2 separate regions of the Zea mays genome follow, and region 1 is linked to region 2. The links are chromatin contacts, called in public Hi-C maps. All regions are on one chromosome and are shown on one strand. The core of a region is the stretch at or near the end of the contact, and the rest is flanking DNA. Distances in the headings are between cores, read along the strand shown. Region 1 holds the start of SMK2 (Small kernel2). Region 2 holds the start of LOC100191624 (RuvB-like protein 1).

The links. A called contact is a pair of places that touch in the nucleus more often than the background predicts.
Region 1: a Hi-C map of endosperm shows a contact between it and region 2, with 1.9 times the contacts expected there. The contact joins the promoter of SMK2 here to the promoter of LOC100191624 in region 2. A contact is called at or near these places in 2 of 25 Hi-C or Micro-C datasets (endosperm and tassel).

Annotation. Positions count from the first base shown.
Region 1 is chr4:247,863,798-247,868,405 of Zm-B73-REFERENCE-NAM-5.0, forward strand. It overlaps SMK2 (Small kernel2), which reads right to left and starts at 3,052. Exons shown (of 7, transcript NM_001411385.1): 1 at 2,673-3,052; 2 at 2,436-2,563; 3 at 1,199-1,286; 4 at 1,036-1,121; 5 at 716-907; 6 at 1-60. The coding sequence starts at 2,727.
Region 2 is chr4:247,717,193-247,721,542 of Zm-B73-REFERENCE-NAM-5.0, forward strand. LOC100191624 (RuvB-like protein 1) reads right to left here and starts at 3,091. Exons shown (of 12, transcript NM_001137053.1): 1 at 2,931-3,091; 2 at 2,619-2,807; 3 at 1,524-1,655; 4 at 1,188-1,337; 5 at 725-880. The coding sequence starts at 3,011.

The DNA of each region.
Region 1 (4,608 bases), core at 1,802-4,301, 150 kb after region 2:
TGCGAGGATGTTCCCTTGCCGCACTGCAACAATTACCCGATCTTTTGAATACTCTTCTTCCTGAAAGTATATATTCTCGTCAGTCAACAGAGGATAAGCAGGCCCCATTCAGAATACGGAATTAAGCGTTACAAGATTGCCAACTAGCACTTTCGCTGTTTTTTTCCTAATATAAGGAAAAACTTGGCCAATTCCCAAAAGGCACGGTTACATGAACACATTTCATGCAGAAAAACAAGCCAATGAACAAAAACACATGTCATGCTGCCGTGACAGGGCAGCCCATTCAGATGCTTTAGCAAACCAGTAATACCCCAAAGGAGACAAATTTGATCGAATCATCGAAGAACCCATTAGTCCATTTGTCTGAATATTTGAGTTGCAATGGCCAACGGGTTAAAACTATATATCATTTCAGATCTCAAAGCCAGTTTGAATAATCAGGACTACACAAGAAGGCAGAGACCACATGTAGAATCAGCATGTTATATGCAAGTATGCCCAGATCTGACCATAGTATCTTGTACCTGCTTTCCAAGAAATGGCCATATTCACTGGCTCACTGCTCATTAAAGAACTAAAAGGAACTGTTAAAACGAGAAGAAATAATGAGCGCTCATGCTAAAAATCTAGTTTACTAGAAATATATCAGAACTCAGTTTGGCCATTTGAAGACAATTGCAGTATTCTAGTAAAAAAAAAGCAACATACAAACCTCAGTACCCTCCCCAAATGATATTGTAATGCTGGGTCTGTCAACAGGAACAGGGCAATCCGCCAATATTTCAACATCTGGACCTACTTCCAATATAGCAGGTGCCCGTATAAATACACCGCGGCATGTATCATTCCCTCCTTCCTTCTCCGAAAGCTTTGGCACGGAAAGCTCTGTCTCAAAGCTTTGAAGCTGCAAGAGAAACAGTCTGCAATGAAACATGGTGTTCATATTTGTGTGTTTAATAATAACTACAAATCCTTTGAAGATGCAAAATTCAATAATATGACTATCACATGCCATATGATCCCCAAATTTACCTGACTCCCAAAAAAGTTTCGGTGGACTGTACAATCTAATCCTCCAACAAGTTCCTGCCCCCCTGTTTTTTGCCCTGAAAGCAACACTATTCAACTATCGTGACATTCTATTAACTGGTTTCCAAAAAAGAACATGGCAAGTATAAATTTGTGACCCACTCACCTACTGCTTTGTTTGCAAGAAAGATGAGCCCAGCACAGGTTCCCCAGACAGGCTTTCCACCTCCGACGAACTCTCGAAGTGCAGGGAACTGCAGGGCAAAAGGAAATGAGATTTTTACAAGCTATAAGCAATTAGGAGGTCATAAATACATAAATATACAATCTCAGGCATACAGAAGTCCAGGAAGTGCAAATGCTAAAAAACAAGTGGCACTCTTCCGCAAATCTATTCTGGAACAGGGGAGCATGTTATAGTCAATGAGTGTGGTGATACTTATTCGGTCATTGTCACACATTAGTCTCTATGTGTAAACTTGTTGAGGGATGGAATCCAGAGAAGTTTTGAGTGTGAGGTATGTAGAGAACAAAGGGGAGATTGTTAGGGTGTGTCCTCTACACTAGCCGATTAACAATAACCAGGATAGGGCTAATCCTAACCGTCTAACCGCGCCCATGATCGGGGGGGGGCGGGGCTATCCTAACTGTTGGTTGCAAACCCCTGTCACAAGACGCCATATAAATAGATTAAGAGAGGCAGCGGGTTTAGCCAATGCTAGTACCTCAACCTAAACCCTAATCCACAGAAGCCCCATCGCCTGGCGTTCGCGAGTGACTGGAAGAGCTTCATCCTAATGGCGGCTGCAGATCTTGGAGCCACTACGGGTCCTGGATCTGTGCCTCCTCCTCTGCAGGGGTTCCAGGCGGCGGCGGCGGCGAACCGCCTACACTGCGCCACAAACCACCACACCACAAGGCAACGGTATGTGTATGTCTCTCTATCACCTGTGTTCGTGTTTGTATGCATTGATCCAAGATGGATCAGTTCTCTGATGTGTTATTAAGTGTTCTCGGATTGATTGAGTTGAACACAGTAGAGATCTTAGAACTATCATGTGGGTCTCATGATTCTTGAGAAACTGATTCTTGAGGGCGAGCCAGAGGTGGCACGTCGTACCATTATGCTCCTGTCGATCTGGCGCAGCTCAGGGGAGATGGTGCCAGGATCCAGCAGACGGCGATGTTGTCCATCTGATCCTAGTACCCTCCTAAAGGTGGAGGTTAGCGATGACAGCAACCTCATAAGCTGCAGCGGGGTCATCCTATGGAGGGCACCCTAGGGTGGGGGGCCTGCGACGCAACAAGGGTGGTGGCAGCCCTAGAGCCTGGAGGGGAGGCTGCCCTGCAGAGGCGTCGGCCACGGGAGAAGCGGAGACAAAGAAGAAGAAGGACCCACCCACCAGATTGTGGTAGTTGGCGAGCTTGGCCATGGTGGTGCTCTCGCCACCGGGGATGATGAGCGAGTCGATGCCGAGGAGCTGCTCTGGCTTGCGCACCTCCACCCCCTTCACCCCGATCCTCCTCAGCGCTGCACCCACCCACCCACACACACACACACAGAGAGCAGCAGCAGCAAAATCAACGACACGAGCATCTGGTGGGCAGTAGAGTGAGTGAGACGAAATCGGATTCCGTACCGGCCATGTGCTCGTTGTAGGATCCCTGCAGCGCGAGGACGCCCACCACCGCCATACCCTCCTCCCGACCCTGCTCCGCCGACCTCGGGACGCGCGCTCCGGTAGGTGTGTGGGTCGGACAGACAGGCGAGGCGGCTCTGGTGGAGCGGAGTGCTTGCCTGGTCGGTGACGTCACGGGGAGCGGAATGGAAGGGGAGAAAGAAGCCGCCGGCGGCGGCCACACCACTCTGGGATATCGAAACGTTTGGGTGCACTTGCCGCTGCCACGTCAGGGGAAAAGGACTAGTGTGGGAGTGGGACTGTGGGAGGGTAGGCGACGGCCGCTCGTGGCCATCCGATCGCCGTGGAGCCGTTCGCCCACGTCGGCGGGGAGATCGCCGCCGTCCGTAGTGTTGATGTCCGTGGCGGATAGCTCGTTACGTTATCAAGTCAGCGGGCTGAGCGCTTGGTGGGCCAAACGCTGTTACGTGCTGGGCTGGATAATGGAAGATGTGCCACAATGCCAGCCCAATAAAAATAAGAAATTGAGTGAGGGCTCAGTCCCTCCCCCACTCATTTCTACGTTACAGTTACAACTAGTAGAGCCCAAAATTTAACCATGAGTTTTCTTGCCCAGCCCAATTTAGATATCTCTACTCTAATATTTTGGCGCTCATCTTTACAAATATACCTTCACTCCCATTTTATCCTAAATCCAACTCTACTCTAAACACAGGGAATATATGGCTTTAGGAATTCTGTTTGCTGATATAATTAATATTTCCCAAATAATGTACTCATAAGATTGTTTTCATGGCATGTCTTGTTTCATTTCAGTTGGTTTAGTTGGATGGCAATCTGTGTCATACGTGAAAGAATATTACACCATGTTCGGATGTTGATATTAAAGTCTATAGTTGAGAATTGGAAACAATATTTCTGAATTCTGGTGTTTGGTTGTATAATGAATTTAGAGTTGTAATAAAAACTAAATTCCTCATTAGTGGACTAAAACTAGAAGTATTGGTTGGAATTGCAATTCCAATAACATACCAACAACATATTTGTATTGCAACCTATTTCCAGTACTACGTTAATTTGGTATTGGATCTAAGGTAGTGTTTGGTTTCGGTGCCAGTTAGAATGTACGGCTCCGTCCGATAAAATTTGGGAAGCCAGATGGTTCAATATTTAAGCATAATTTTTCATTTTTAGAACCACACTGTTCTATATGAAATAAATCCAAACAACACCAAAATGGGAGCGTAGCGGCTTCGTTCCGCCATATTCCGGAACCAAACGCTACCTAAGAGAAACTCCAATAAAAGTAACTCCAACAACTCCTAATGTTCTAGTCTTAAACTTTCTTATAGGAGGGAAGAAAGTCTCCCAATCCGATCGCATACGTAAACTGTACCCAACTCTCCATTGCGCATATTCCGCAGGCGGCGACGCTCCCAATCCCCTATGATTTTATTTTCCCACGCCATTCCCCTTCCTTCGCACCTCCAAACGGTCTCGCGTTTATGCATGACACTGTTTCTCTATTTATAGAAGAGATAACAACTTTATATGGAATTACATTCATGTCCTTAAGATTTATAAATATGGTTCACAAATATCATAAGGGTGACGTCGTCTTTTACTTTCAACGCTTCGGTAATAGATTTGGCTTTGTCATCCTTCGTATCTTGTTCATGCGTTTCTTGTTAGTTATGTTTCGAAGCATGCTCTCGTGCCTCTAACCGGTCCTTCCGAAGGTACTTCAAACGACGGTACCTGCAATATTTTAGATATATGCCAAGAAAGAACTATTAATTTGGCGTTTTTAGGACCTTCACATAAAGAAGACCCCCAACAACAGTCGATGTGGGTTTAATCCCCTAGCTCTCTAACATTTGTTATGGGCCATGAAATATTTAGTTGACTTAAATGAGCCAACCCGTTTAGCCCAACA
Region 2 (4,350 bases), core at 1,841-4,340:
TCTATCAAATGATACTAATTATGTACTATAAATATTAATATTTTCTTATATAAATGTGGTCAAAGTTAAATGGTTGACTCCTTGGAAAGTGAGAACGACCAACATTTGTAGACGGAGGGAGTATGTAACAGTAGCAGAAGCAGCAATGATAGAACCAAGTTAATCGGCTCTAAGAGATTCTTGTTGGTAGGACTTGGGCTGAGGGCCGATGGTGATGCACATAACCGTTTTTTGTGACCTTTATTCATGCATATATTATTCTACAAGGAAGCGACAGTCACTAGCATTGCCCTATGATTTTTCAATATTTGTTCTGGAAATCTGGTGTGACCATCTTATACTACCACCCAACTAGCTGATTTGCAGACCACAAGCGGAGCTTCCATTATAGAAGAAAAAGATGAACAAGGCGGCCAGCAATTTTGCAGGGAAAGCACATGAATATTTTTTGTAGCAAAAAATGATTGTAACAAGCTATCATCAACATATCAACTTGCAATAATATATTCTTATAGCTTTCCGCCAACATTTTGTGAAGGAAACTATTGGCAACAATTTGTGATAGGAATTATCGGTCAAAGTCGCATCTTGAGGAGTACTGTTCCAACAATGGAAATATTTGTTTTAATCATGACAACATTCACTAACAAAGAGCCACTGTGTGAAAAAAGATCGCTGCAGAAAATAATGAAATGTTAAGACTAAGATAGCATCAGAATGATACCTGCACAATTTCTTTTTTCTTATGGACTTCACCTTTGGGGATAGGAACATACTCTTCAGCTTCAAGATCGTATTCTGTAGCAAAAGAATCACATCTACCAACTCTTTTCACTGCTCCACTATTTGCTTCGATGTATATAACATCACCCACTGCCACCTATATCCATATGCAGATAATGAGTAACGTAAAGCAACAAATGAAGATAGCAAAATAGATACAGTAACCCAAAATGCAAATATAGTGCATTTTCTCAATGTTTGAGGAGCCACTCAGCACCAGTACATATGACAGCGAGTTAGCATAAAATTTTCCCAGGGTAATTTATCAATAGACAGAAGATTTAAAATGTTGATCAAGACATTATTTCAAGTAAGAAACAACTAGACTGCCCATTGTTATAGAAGAGTAAAAACTTGATTCAAAAGTCTACACCAACAGGATAGGCAAGGAAGCAGGCAGTTACCTTTTCCTTGATCAGAGCATCATAAATTGAAGAATCTAACTTCAGTTGCTTAGTCCCTTTAACAGTCTTTAAGCTGATGATTACATGGCTAATGCTTTTTGCATATCCACCAGTTGTACTCTCAGCCTCTTCTGGGGAAAGTTCAGTAACCTAGGAACAGAGCAACACTGGTAAATTTATTATAGACTAACAATGGTAAATTTATTATAGAAGCACGAAGTGGAACATCAGCTATCAAAGCGATAATGAAAACCATTGATAAATAAAGGAAATCACTAATGCAATTATAGCCTAGTATTCGTTTAACTTGGACATGGGCATATATCCATTGCTTACCTCTCCTTCATAAACCTCTTTGTTTTCCTTTATACGCAAACCTATAGCTCTACGGAAATTTTCCATCAGCACCTCAGTTTTCTTGACCTCCGAGGAGTACACTTCTGATCCTACCATAGGACAGAAAGGGACCTGCATTGTATAGTGATAGAGGAAGGAAACATTAGACTATAACATAAGTGCTACAGTGACTTCAGCAAGCGCATTTTATCGGACTGTCCCCTAGAACACCAATTCGGCAAGCACATTTTACCAGACTGTCCCCCCTAGAACACCAATTCAGCTAGTTGAACACAAAACTTGAACCACGCAGCTAAAATGACATTAGGTATGCTAAAATACCTCAAGAACTCTATGAATTTTAGCTAAACTTTTTGGTGTGCGGTGTGCCCATGCAGAGCTTCTTGTTCACCAAATAGGGTAATAATCCAAGATTCCTGGGATTGCAAGAAATGGTCTTAACTCTCTTGTCATTCTTGGTGTTTGGACCCTTTGGAAACATCGCAATGGCTGCGTTTTTGACAATAAGAGTCCTAGTGTTGCTGTTGCTATTAGAAGTGTTGGTTTGGAGATTGATCTTTGGGTTATGGCTGGTGCAAAGAAGTTGTCCTTGCTTACTGCCCCCATCCCAGGTCTCCCTGTTAGCTAGATAGCTGTAGTGCTGTTTTTGTAGCAGTGTTTTTGTCATGGATGGTTTCATTTATGCTTGTTATTGGCCGCCGTAGGGCGGCCTTATTTGTATCTTGGGGTCCTTTTGGACCTTTATCTCCTTAATATATTTTCGCGCAGCTCTCTTGAGCTTTCGAGCGCTTTCGAGAAAAATCTATAATAAACAGTCAAACAGAGAATTAAATGAGGATAGTCCATAGTTATCAGAACATATCCTCATGGTCAAATAGAAGAATTGAGTAGATAAAAATCTGGTACTACCAGTCAATATAGAAAACCAGTAGATTAAATTTGGCCCTCTTTCTTACAAATGTGCATACAACGGCAGGACCTTGGGGGAGAAATAAACCCCTCCCTTTACCACCAAATGAATGAACAGCTGCTTCGTGTGAGGACCGAGAAAAATGAGCAACCGAACGCACGGACCTTGCTGCCGAGCTCCTGGGCTATGCCGAGCGCTAGCGCCGTCTTGCCCGTGGCGGGCGGACCCGCAAGGAGCACCGCGCGGCCGGCCATCTTCTTCTGGCGAATCATGTCGACCGCCAGCCCGGCCGCCTCGCGCGCCGCCGCCTGGCCCACGAACCCCGCCGCCAACGCAATCGCCATCCCATTGGCCTGCTCCGCTCCCATAATAAGAAAACGAAGGGGGGAAACAGTGAGGAACTAGTACGCAGACACAGAGAAGCTAAAACCCTAGAAAAAAACAGGGCGAGGAGGAGCGCAGGAGCGGGCAGCTACGTCGAGGCCGAGTCCCTTGATGTGGGTGTGGGTGGCGATGCGCTGCTTCTTCGAGGTCGACTGCACCTCCTCGATCCTCATCGCCGCCAACGCCGCCGGTTATGCGCTCTCTGTTTCTGTGGAGCTGCCTCCTCTCCGGCTCTCCCGCCGCAACAAATTTGGGGGCGGGGGATGGGAGACGCCGCGCCACTGGTCTCCTGTGGGAAGTTGTATGTGCTGCCGCCTCGACTGGGGGGGAGTCTGCGACTGTGGGATATAGGTGTACATTTGTGCTGTGCCTAATAGGCCGGCCCAAAGCACACAATTTCTGGCACGACCCATATCTGGCACGGCCCAACCTAATTGTGGGTCTGGGCCGGCACGGCCCATATTGTGGGCCGTGCCTGGGCCTCAAGTCAAGCCCACGGGCCGGCCTGGCACGGCCCATTTAACTAAGGCACACCGAGGCCCACTAAATATAGACTCAGTATTTAACTTAAGGTCCGTCAAAGCCCACATGACTAGCATAACTTGGAGAATCTAGAGCTTCATTAAGCCATCGAGAACCAATACCTAGATATGGATAGTGAATAGTGATGATGATCATTGTATATGTATTCTGTATAGATGTATAGTACTCAATTAAACACTAAACAGAGAACTGAATATTATTTGTGAGCTAGTTGTAATATTTTTTTCTTTCTGACCAAAGGTTTATAATGTGCATCCACAAAACATCTTAGTTTTATTTTGGTCATATATATATTATACTTTTTGTTGATGTATTACTGTTGTATGTATATGGGCCGGTCTGGCACATTAAGGTATTTTGGGCTATTTGGGCCGGCCTGACACACATAACTAATTGTGGGCCGTGCCGTGGGCCGATGACTGGGCACACGTGCTGACACGGCACGGCCCATAATTAGATATGTGCTTTTGTGGGCCGTGCCTTTATGGGCCGTGCTTTTGTGGGCCTGTGCCGTGCCGGGCCAGGCCGGCCCACATGTACATGTATACTGTGGGAGCAAAGGGGTGGCTGGACCGGCCCGTCTTGGGCTGTTATTAGGCCGTGGGAGAGGGTTGGGCCTCTCAGCATTTATATTTAGGTCTCGTTTAAATGTCCTAGGTCATGTTCAAAGGAACTAGGATCTATTTGGTTGTGGACCAAAGAAGCCCGACCAAAATTTGGTAGCTTAACAAAGCTGGACTAAGCCAAAATTTGGCTCAAGTTTTGGTGTTTGGTTTGTGAACAAAATGCATTGGGGGCCAAGCCAAATTTTGGCAGCCAATTTGCTGGTCTTGGTTTTGACTAAAAATTGGCATAGATTTATATTGGCATGACCAAAATTTGACCTACAACCAAATACCAACTAAAATAGCTTGGCATGGCACTCTTGGCCTCTTAGACCTACATTCAAACACACCCTAGAGCTAATAG